Regions from separate parts of the Mus musculus genome. Here region 1 is linked to region 2. A link is a contact called in public Micro-C data. All regions are on one chromosome and are shown on one strand. Each heading gives the region's core, a stretch centred on a gene start, on an enhancer-like site or on the middle of the called end of the contact. The rest is flanking DNA. Distances are from core to core; before and after follow the strand shown.

Region 1 (4,995 bases), core at 1,938-4,437, 390 kb before region 2:
TACTTTTACCTAATGTATTTAGCATCTGCTGATAATTTTCACTTGTTTTTTGTTGACAGGATCTCAACAAGAACAAGTAGACACAATCAGGGCAAGCTCACTATGTAGAACTAAGGATAACTTTGTACTCCTTGTCTTCCTGCTGCCAACTCCTAAGTGCTGTGGTTATAGGCAACTAACACCAGGCCTGGTGTGGTGGTTTCAATAACAATGCTCCCAGAAGCTCACACTGTAATGCTTGATACCTAGTTGGTGGAACTATTTGGAAAAGATTAGAAGGTGTGGCTTTGCTAGAGGAGGTCTGTCACTGGAGGCAGGCTTTGAAGTTCCAAAAAGTTCATGCCATTCCCATCTAGCTTTCTGTATGCCTTGTCTTTGTCAATGTAAGCTCCAAGCTACTGCTCCAGTGCCAAGCCTGTCTACCATCATGTTTCCTGCCATAATGATCATGGCCTCTAATTATCTGCAACTATGAGTCCCAATAAATGATTTATTTTTTAAGTTTCCTTGGTCTTTCTTCAGAGCAACAGAACAGTAACAAAGACATCTGGTGTTTGATTCTTTTTCTTTGCCAATCTTAAATTCTTCTGCTTTAACTTTCTGAATGTTGCACATTTAAAGTTATGAACTAGCATGCCTAGCTCTCTTCTGGTATTTTTTAGGTCAAGTTTATTTTTGGATATAAGTAAGTAGACAAGGGCTGGAGAGATGGCTCAGTGGTTAAAAGCACTGACTGCTTTTCCAGAGGTCCTGAGTTCAATTCCCAGAAACCACATGGTGGCTCACAATCATCTGTAATGGGATCAGATGGCCTCTTTTGGTGTGTATGAAAACAGCAATGGTGTACTTGCATACATTAAATAAAGAAATATTTAAACAAACAAACAAGATGATGAATAAAAATGAGGCACAGATTTGTATGTATGTAATCCCAGTATATAGGAGGCTGAGGCAGGAGGATAAAGAGTTGAGGCCAACCGATGTTACAAAAGACCTTATTTTAAAAGTTGAAAAATAACATCTGAATTTTGATATAAATGTCTGGATGTAAAGAATGTTCAAATGTCCCTACTAGTCTTAGGATTTCAAGTTTAATGTTAAGTCACGGTATGTGAGAAAATGCTGTTTCTAAATAACAAACCAAGCTACAAGTAGTGGTTTATGCTTTTAATCTTAGGGAGGAAGCAGATCAACATGATTTCCAGGCTAGCTAAGACTACACAGCTAGACCCCTACTCAAAAACAAAGAGGTAACACACAAACTACCTTACCTGAACAATATTATCCATGTTGCTAAAGTCCATACACTTCTGTCCTCTCTGGTGGTCACAGTAGTGCTTGTTCTGTTTCCACTGTGGGGGTGAGTGGGTCCGAGACTGTGGGTTATTTGGTAGGTTGAGCTGCATCATTACCATTCCTCCACCAGGTGGCTGCTGTGGCACAGCTGAAATCAGGATAATTAGAACACTGAGACCAGTATATTTTAACAATGAATTGTTATATGAAATACTAGGAAAACAACATTAATTCCACATTTCTGAATAAGTTTTTACAACTATGTATACAAATCAGATTTAAGCTCTAGTGAAACCTGCTGCATACAATTGTGTGTTTAAAAAGGCATTAAAACAAAACCTTTGGAGAAGGTCACGGTGTTACAAATCTGGAATCCCAGCACTGAGGACACAAATTCAGAAGGATCATGTTTGGGCTAGCCTAATCTATGTATCTTTGTAGTATGAACTTACTTCAAACAAACAAAAGCCCAAAGATTCAAGAAAACAAACAAACCAAAAAACCAAACAAACCAAGCAAACAACAACAAACCCTAAAAAGCCAAAACAAAATAAAAAGCAGGAATCCTTTAGACCTAAATGTCTTGAAGGACCTAGTAGAGAAAAAAGTGTGTGTGTATGTATGTATGCTCCCAACTTTTAAAATAATGTTTTCCAAATAAAGACAAATTTTGTGAAAGTATTTTACCAAAATAAGGGGAAGGTTGGGTCATAGTGGTACATCCCTATGATCCCTTTAATACAGATCTCTGTGAGCTTGAGGCCAGCATAGTCTACATGGAGAGTCCAGGATAGCCACGGTTACACTGAGCACACACATCCTTTCTAGTGGGGGAGGAGAAAACGTAGCACATTCTGAGTTGTCCGTTTCTTTTCTTTTTTTAATTGATTTTTATGCTGTGTGTATAGTGCTATCTGTGTGAATGTATGTGTGTATGGACCACGTACATGCAGTGCCTGAGGATGACAGAAGAGGCAAACAAAACCCTAAGAATGGAGTTAGAGCCAGATGTTAGCTACTCTGTAGGTGCGAGGAACAGAATCAGGGTCATCTGGAAAGATAGCCAGTCCTCTTAATTGAAGAGTGGGTTTTTTTGTTTTTGTTTTTTTTGTTTGTTTGTTTGTTTGTTTTTTCGAGACAGGGTTTCTCTGTTTAGCCCTGGCTGTCCTGGAACTCACTTTGTAGTCCAGGCTGGCCTCGAACTCACAGATCCACCTGCCTCTGCCCTCCCGAGTACTGGGATTAAAGGTATGAGCCACCACGCCGGCCTAACTGAAGAGTTTTTTAGTCAGAGAATAAAATGAAGAAATTTCTGTTTCAGGATAATAATTCTGTACTAATTTTTTGTGTTGGGGAAATAGATGAAACGGAGGAAAACATAAACAAAATACTTAAGAGATTACTGCAAAGACATGAAAAGAACACTAAAATCAGCACAGTGAGTAAGGAAATAGGGACTTTCTGAGTACTGCAGGAAGCCACAGAAGAGTCATGAGTCTGAGATCTCTGCATTGGTTACTAGATTAAGGCTGTGGTAAGATAAGTAAAATGGGAAGGAAAATATTGAGTCTGACATGCCTTTAAACTTTTAGCTACATGATTTTGTTACATTAGAAGGAAGATACACTAGGTGTTATCAAAAAGGCAGTAGTTGAGGCCTTACGCCTATTAGATTACCCAGAAAAATCTAGAGAATCAACAGGGCTTGGGGATGGTTCTCCAAGATTACTAACCCCATAGATAGGGGAGAATGAAGGTAGAAGGATGAACCTAGTATTAGAAAAGGAAGGAGAGAGCTGCATGTGACAACCTGACTCAACACACAGGACATGAGTGAGACACTAGAGTGCACATCACCACCCAGGCAGCTGGGAACCAGTCAGCTGACCTCTGCATCAGTCATCTAGGCATACCTGCACACTGGTGGCCTTGGAGCTGTTGAGAGCTGCATGGTGACGTGGTTCGAGGAAACTGTACTTGTTCTGACCCTGGATGTTGTAAGTAACCAACTGCAGAGCTATAGGGTGAAAAAACAAAACACAGAAAACAGCACAATGAGAAACAGATGACCAAACAGTCTTTGAAATAAACATTTCTCTAAATTTATTTAAATGGATATATTTTTTCAGATTGGCTGACAATCTCTGAATTAAGTAATCTCTGAATTGTGATCACTCAGTAAAAACTACTTTATATTCACAATACTGACTGAAACTCTGAAAATATATCCTCTAATCCTACCATTGAAAATTTTACAAATTATTCTAACATATCTTTGTCAGGAAAGGGAAGAAATTTAATTATAATCTCAAAAAAAAAAAAAAAAAGGACAGGATGGCAATTTTGACAATAATTAGACTCAGAAGAAAATGTTATTTCTTGAAAAATATAATAAGCCAGGCAATGGTGGCACATGCCTTTAACCACAAAACTTGGGAGGCAGCAGCAGGCAGATCAAGGACAGCCTGGTCTACAGAGTGAGTTCCAGGATAACCAGGCTTTACAGAGAAACCTGTCTTAAAAAAAGTAATTCCCCCAACCCCACCAAAAACCAAACCAAACCAAACCACCAAAAAAGTAGTAAGAATAAAGACAACGAATCTGACATATTCTAACAAAATAGAAGATAATTAGGTTAAAAAAAAAAACGAACAAATAAACAATTAAAAAAAAAAAACCAACCCCAAGTTGTTGAGATCCTTTGAATGGCATTTATAGTCAAACTATATGGCTTTATTGTAAATCTTCAAAGTTTTCTCTTTTAGCAAGTTCTTTCAGGCTAATGATATGAAGTTATAGAATAATGAACTCACAGACAGTCAGGGATCTTAATTTATATTAGCCTGATCAGTCTCTGTTTTGTCATCTTCCTATTGAAAAGTTTAAATAAGTATTACTTAATAACTTCATCCATTTCTTGGAACTATCTCATATAACTGCATTAAAAACACCAGTTTAAATGTAACTGCCAATGAAGTAGAAATTACAAAGATGTCAGAAAACACAATAGATATGATCAGTCAAATCTATCGACAGGCAATTCTTAGTACATATTCAGAAATTGCAAAGTATTTATGGGGTACACTCGTTTTACTTAAGGGATTACAAATAATAATAATAATAAAGGTATGACTGGCATAATGGGCATATGCATCTAAAGAATTCTTTACGGATAAATATACTAAAATGTTCATGAATAAAATGATACCTGGTATCTACAGGAGGATGATCTGGAGAGCTGGCTCAGTGGTACAAAGCACTTACTGCTCTTGCAAAGAACACGTTTGATTCCTAGAGTGGTAGCTCACAACAGTAAAAAAACTCCAGTCCCTTGGGATCCACTGCCCTCTTTTGACCTCCAAGGGTAACAGGCATGCAAGTGGTGCTTGCATATACATTCAGGCAAGCATGCATACCCATAAAATAATAAATAAGTCTAAAAAAAACAATAAAACTCTAGATGACGAGGCAGAAGCAGAGGTTTAGATGAAAATACAATAGTTATTGTTAAGTGTTAAGTGTGAATATATGAGGATTCTGCATGTATTTGTTTATATTTACATGTTTTAAGAATGCCCAATAATAGCATTTTTAAAGCTTTGTGATTAATTATTGGCAACATACACATAGATTTATATGAAATTCATGCTGATGATTGCTTAATAATAACAATTATCTTTGCTGCTTAAGTGGTAGTAA
Region 2 (4,659 bases), core at 1,282-3,781:
GAGCTGGAGAGATAACTCAGTGAAGTGCTTGCAAGCACACGGATCTGAGTTAAATTCCCCAAGCCCATGTTTTTTTTTGTTGTTGTTGTTTGTTTTTTTGTTTTTTTAAAAAAAGTCAGATATGATGACATGCGCTTGTCACCGAAGCCCAGGGGAGGCTGAGTCAGAGGATCCCTGGGGCTCAATGGCCGGAAGCCTCGCCAACTTGACAGATTCCAGGCTAGGGAGAGGTCTTGTTTCAAACGAGGACAGTGGTGCCCAAATGGTTGTGTCCTCTGACTGCTACAGGCACATGATGGAATGAAGATGCCTTCGCCTCTGCACATATGTGCCCGTGTGCATGCATACACACACCACACACACACACACACACACACACACACACGACTAACAATAGGCTTAATAATGACAATACTGAAGGCAATGGGAGCAAATGGCTGGAAAGGAAATGCATTTTGTATGTGTTTCAGGGAAGAGTATTTCATGAACTAAAAATAAATAAGCTAGTGTAGGAGCCGGGCATGTGGCTCAGCTGATCAAGTTTTACCTAGCATCCACGAAGCTCTGGGTTTGCTTCCCATACTAAGCTGGGCAGGACACACACCTGTAATTGTAACACTCAGGGGGTGGAGGCAGGGGGATTGTAAGTTTAAGGGTATCCGTGGCTACCTAGGGAATTCAAGGTACTAACTACATGTAGGCTGCTCTATGAGACCAGCTCTCAAAAACAAATGAACAAACCTATAACACCCCTTCTGGTAGCTTTAGGCTAAGGTTTTCTGAAATCACTTCACAGCACTATGTATACCACACAGGGAGAATATACTCTGAAACACTTTCCCGCATATCTCCTGCTCCATCTATGAACTCTTCAGCCTACTACTAATAACACCCAGTTCTTGTTTCTTTTGTTATAGAGTTTCCTACCTCTGACATAAGCTACAGTAGCCGAAGAACTGGGGTAAGATCAGTTCCAGCATGTTTGACTTCATTAAACAACAATAAGGGTGGTGGTGGTGCACACTCTAATTTCCAGCACTCTCGAAGCAGAGGCAGACAGATCTCTATGAGTTCGAGACCAGCCTGGTCTATAGAGCTAGTTCCAGGACAGCCATGGCTACACAGAGAAACTCTGTCTCAAAGAAAGAAATAACAAAATCCATAAATCTCAACAACAATGACAAGCTCCCACAAACTTCTCAGTCAAATCTTCAGCAATAATATTGTGGAGAAAATTTAAAAAAGGATGACTACTTTATGGAGAAGCTAAGTATTCATGGGAAAACCATTCCATGTCCTGTGAGGTGCTTCTCTGGGCCATCTCCTGCTCCTGGGTAGTGGGGTGAACAGGTCTCTTCATTTTCTGTCTTCGTTTTTCCTTCATTTTGTCTCTGTTTCTTAATGCGTTTAAGTTTGGGGGACAGGGTCTCACTATGTCACCTAGACTGGCCTTGAACTCACAGAGATCCCCCTGCCTCTGCCTCTCTAGTTCTAGGATTAAGGGTGTGGATTGCTGCTCTACTCACCTCATACCTTTGTCCAAATCCCATGTTACTCTTTGCCGTTCACACCCCACCCTGATGGGGGAGAGTTTTCCTGCTCCTATAAAGCGTTACAGGTAAAGATCCTGGGAAGATACTTGTTACTTGTCAGTTTTCTCAGCTCTCTTGGCCTTCAGTGTCCTAGGAGACATACAAACATCGGTGCATACCTGTGTGTTGGTGCATACCTGTGTGTCAGCACATGTGTGACACCTGTGCACACCTGTGCATCTGCAGTGAGTGACACCTGTGCACTTGTTTCCCAGGCACTGTCCACCTTGCTTTTTGAGACAGGGTCTCTCACTGGCCCGTTACACTAGGCAAGCCAGCTAGCAGACTCCAGGAATCTGTTTTACATCCTCAATACTGGGATTCCAAACTTGTTCCACCACAGCTAGCTTTTTAAATGTGGGCTTTGGGGCTAAACTCAGGTGTTTGTACTTGCAAGGCAAGCAGTCTACTGACTGAGCTGCCTCTTCATTCCTTATTTCCTTTTTTTTTTTTTTTTTTTTTTGAGACAGAGTTTTTCTGTGTAGTCCTCCTGGAACTCACTCTGTAGACCAGGCTGGCCTCAAACTCAGAAATCCGCCTGCCTCTGCCTCCCAAGTGCTGGGATTAAAGGCGTGCGCCACCATGCCCGGCTTATTTCCTATTTTTGAGAAATGGGAAAAAATTCAGACAATAACATTGAGAGAGAAGTATCCTCTAACACTTGAATTTCTAGTATCTGGGGTTTTTGGTTTTTTTTTCTTTCCTGCTTGCACCTAGTTGGCAAGTGAAAATTGAAGTCATAGCTCTCAGTCACTATGCATAATCCATGTCTATAAATAATCCCATATAATTAGGTACAGAGTTTGTGTACATAAGAAAAGGCCACAAAGGAACAAAACCAAAACTAAAAAAACCACTTAAGGACTTTATAGCTTAAGGGCCACAAAGTTGAACGCTATAGTTTGCATTGCACTGCCCTCTAGAGGTTGGTAATAATTAAGAGTAGCTGACTTTGAACTAGAGGGCAAGGAGATTTAACAGTTAGTTATTAAGGAGTTTGGAGAGATGGCTTAGCGCTTAAGAGCACTTGCTACCCTTGAGGACCTGGGTTCAGTTTTTAGTACACATAGGGTAGCTCACAACCATCTGTAACTCCAGTGCCAGGAGATACAACAGACACCTTGGTACACATATATACATGCAGGCAAAACACCCATACGCCATCCACATTAAATAAATCTTTTTTTAAGCTATTGAGGCTTTTCTTGTTTTTCGTTTGTTTGTTTGTTTGTTTGTTTTGAGATTGGCACACAGCTCAGACTGGCCGCAAGCTTGCTGTTGTACCTGAGTATGACCTTGAACTCCTGATCCTTTGACTTCTACCTCCAGAGTCCTTGGATCATAGGCATGCATGCACCATCACAGCCAGTTTGTGGATTTCTGGGGGACTGAATCAAGTGGTTTCTGCATTCTAGGTGAACAGTAGCAACTGTGCGCCTACAAAGCCCTTAGCATTGCTAAGTTTTCAAATTTAAAGCTGTTCCCACCTAAATGACTCAGCAAAACAATGAGTTCATCGGTCCTGGAAGAACCCTTAAGCTACATATAACAACAAGCTTAAAGTGTTCTCAAGAGGGCTTTAACATTTTCATCAGTCCCGTGGAAACTAAAAAGAAAAGAGAGATAAAATACTTCCCATTTTAAAATTTAACATTTAAGCTGGGCATGGTGGCCCACACTTTAATACCATTGCTTGGAATGAAGGAGTAAGTGGATCTCCAAGTTCGAGGTCAGCCTGGTCTACAGAGTGAGTTCTAAGGCAACCAGGACAAACAAAAACCAGCTAGACAGCCAGACAGAAACCCTGCCTTAAAACAAAATAAACAAAAAAGCAAGCAAACAAACTAAATAAATAAACAACCCCACATAACTAATAAGTATAACCATGAGTCTTGACATGTAAATTTTAGCCTTTTTATTTTTTGAACATTTGATAAGTATGGGTGTTTTGTCTGCATGTATGTCTGTGCATCGTGTGCATACAGTGCCCATGGAAGCCAGAAGAGGGTGTCAGATCCCCTGGGACAATTACACACTGTGAGCCATGATGTAGATGCCACCCTAGAAGAGTAACCAGCACTCAGTTAACTTTAGCTTTAAAAAAAGATTTACTTTATTATTCCTAGTTATGTGTATATATGTATGTCTGAGTTTATATGTGCATGCAAATGCCTAAGGACCCCAGAGGTATCAGGTCCCCTGGAGCTGGATTTATAGGTAGCTATGACCCACCCAACATGGGTGCTGGAAACCAAAACTAAGTTCTCTGCAAGAGAAATCTATACTCTTAACATCTGATCTAACACTATAGCACCTAATTATCTTTTAAAGAGTCACTTAATCTTGATTCTGGAAAAGTACGGAGAATGATATTTTAGTTATTTTGTGTTGTTTTTTTCTCCCTATTTTGGGGGCTGGGGATCCAACCTAGGGCTTCATGTATGCTAAGCATACATATACTATACCACTGAGCCAAATAGCTTTGAGATTTTTTAAATATATTTTTAAGTGTGTGTGTGTGTGTATCTGCCTGTCTGTTGTCTGTCTGCCTCTCTTTCTCTCTCTCTCTGTCTGTCTCTGTCTGTCTGTCTGTCTGTCTGTCTGTCTGTCTGTCTGTCTCTCTCTCTCTCTCTCTCTCTCTCTGTGTGTGTGTGTGTGTGTGTATGTGTCTATGTGCATGTAGAAATCACAGGACAACTTGGCAGAGTTAGCTCTCTCCTTCCACCATGTGAGTCCCAGGAATCAAATTTAGGTCATCAGGCTTGGTAGCAGGAGCCTTTACCCACCAAGCTATCTTTCTGGTCCTGATCAGGGTTTTATTTTATGTATGTATGTATGTATGTATGTATGTATGTATGTATGTATGTATGTATACATGTATGTATGCATGCATGCATGTATTGGCAAGTACTCCAGTGCAGGCTGTATGGCCTATGACCTTACACCTCTGACCCTCTGCCCTCTACCTCCAGCCCTGGGGTTACAGATGTATGAATACAATACTGGGGATGAAACCAGGGATTTGTGCACACCAGGCAGCACTCTACTATCTGAGGTCCATCTCCAG

Evidence for each region. Hi-C and Micro-C count contacts between places; a contact is called where the count stands out from the background.
Region 1: a Micro-C map of granulosa cells shows a contact between it and region 2, with 3 times the contacts expected there. The contact joins two enhancer-like sites. A contact is called at or near these places in 7 of 39 promoter capture datasets (the C10 cell line, the HPC-7 cell line, cranial neural crest and 4 more), 1 of 15 datasets of contacts at CTCF or cohesin (large pre-B cells), 52 of 484 Hi-C or Micro-C datasets (the AML12 cell line, B cells, the Ba/F3 cell line and 32 more), 9 of 115 datasets of contacts at active chromatin or transcription factors (DN3 thymocytes, the HPC-7 cell line, the NIH/3T3 cell line and 4 more) and 3 of 9 other capture datasets (adipose tissue, embryonic stem cells and liver).

Annotation. Positions count from the first base shown.
Region 1 is chr1:128,219,918-128,224,912 of GRCm38.p6, reverse strand. R3hdm1 (R3H domain containing 1) reads right to left here. Exons shown (of 27, transcript NM_181750.2): 22 at 3,210-3,313; 23 at 1,272-1,444. Among named protein-coding and RNA genes, the nearest start is that of Mir128-1, 20 kb to the right of the region's middle. Within about 2 kb of position 3,187, at least 10 of the 459 cell types and tissues checked have an H3K27ac peak or open chromatin away from gene starts, as enhancers often do. A contact at or near this core is called in granulosa cells, where this site is marked.
Region 2 is chr1:127,825,358-127,830,016 of GRCm38.p6, reverse strand. It overlaps Map3k19 (mitogen-activated protein kinase kinase kinase 19), which reads left to right. Exons shown (of 14, transcript NM_011737.2): 10 at 918-961. Among named protein-coding and RNA genes, the nearest start is that of Map3k19, 27 kb to the left of the region's middle. Within about 2 kb of position 2,531, at least 15 of the 459 cell types and tissues checked have an H3K27ac peak or open chromatin away from gene starts, as enhancers often do. A contact at or near this core is called in granulosa cells, where this site is marked.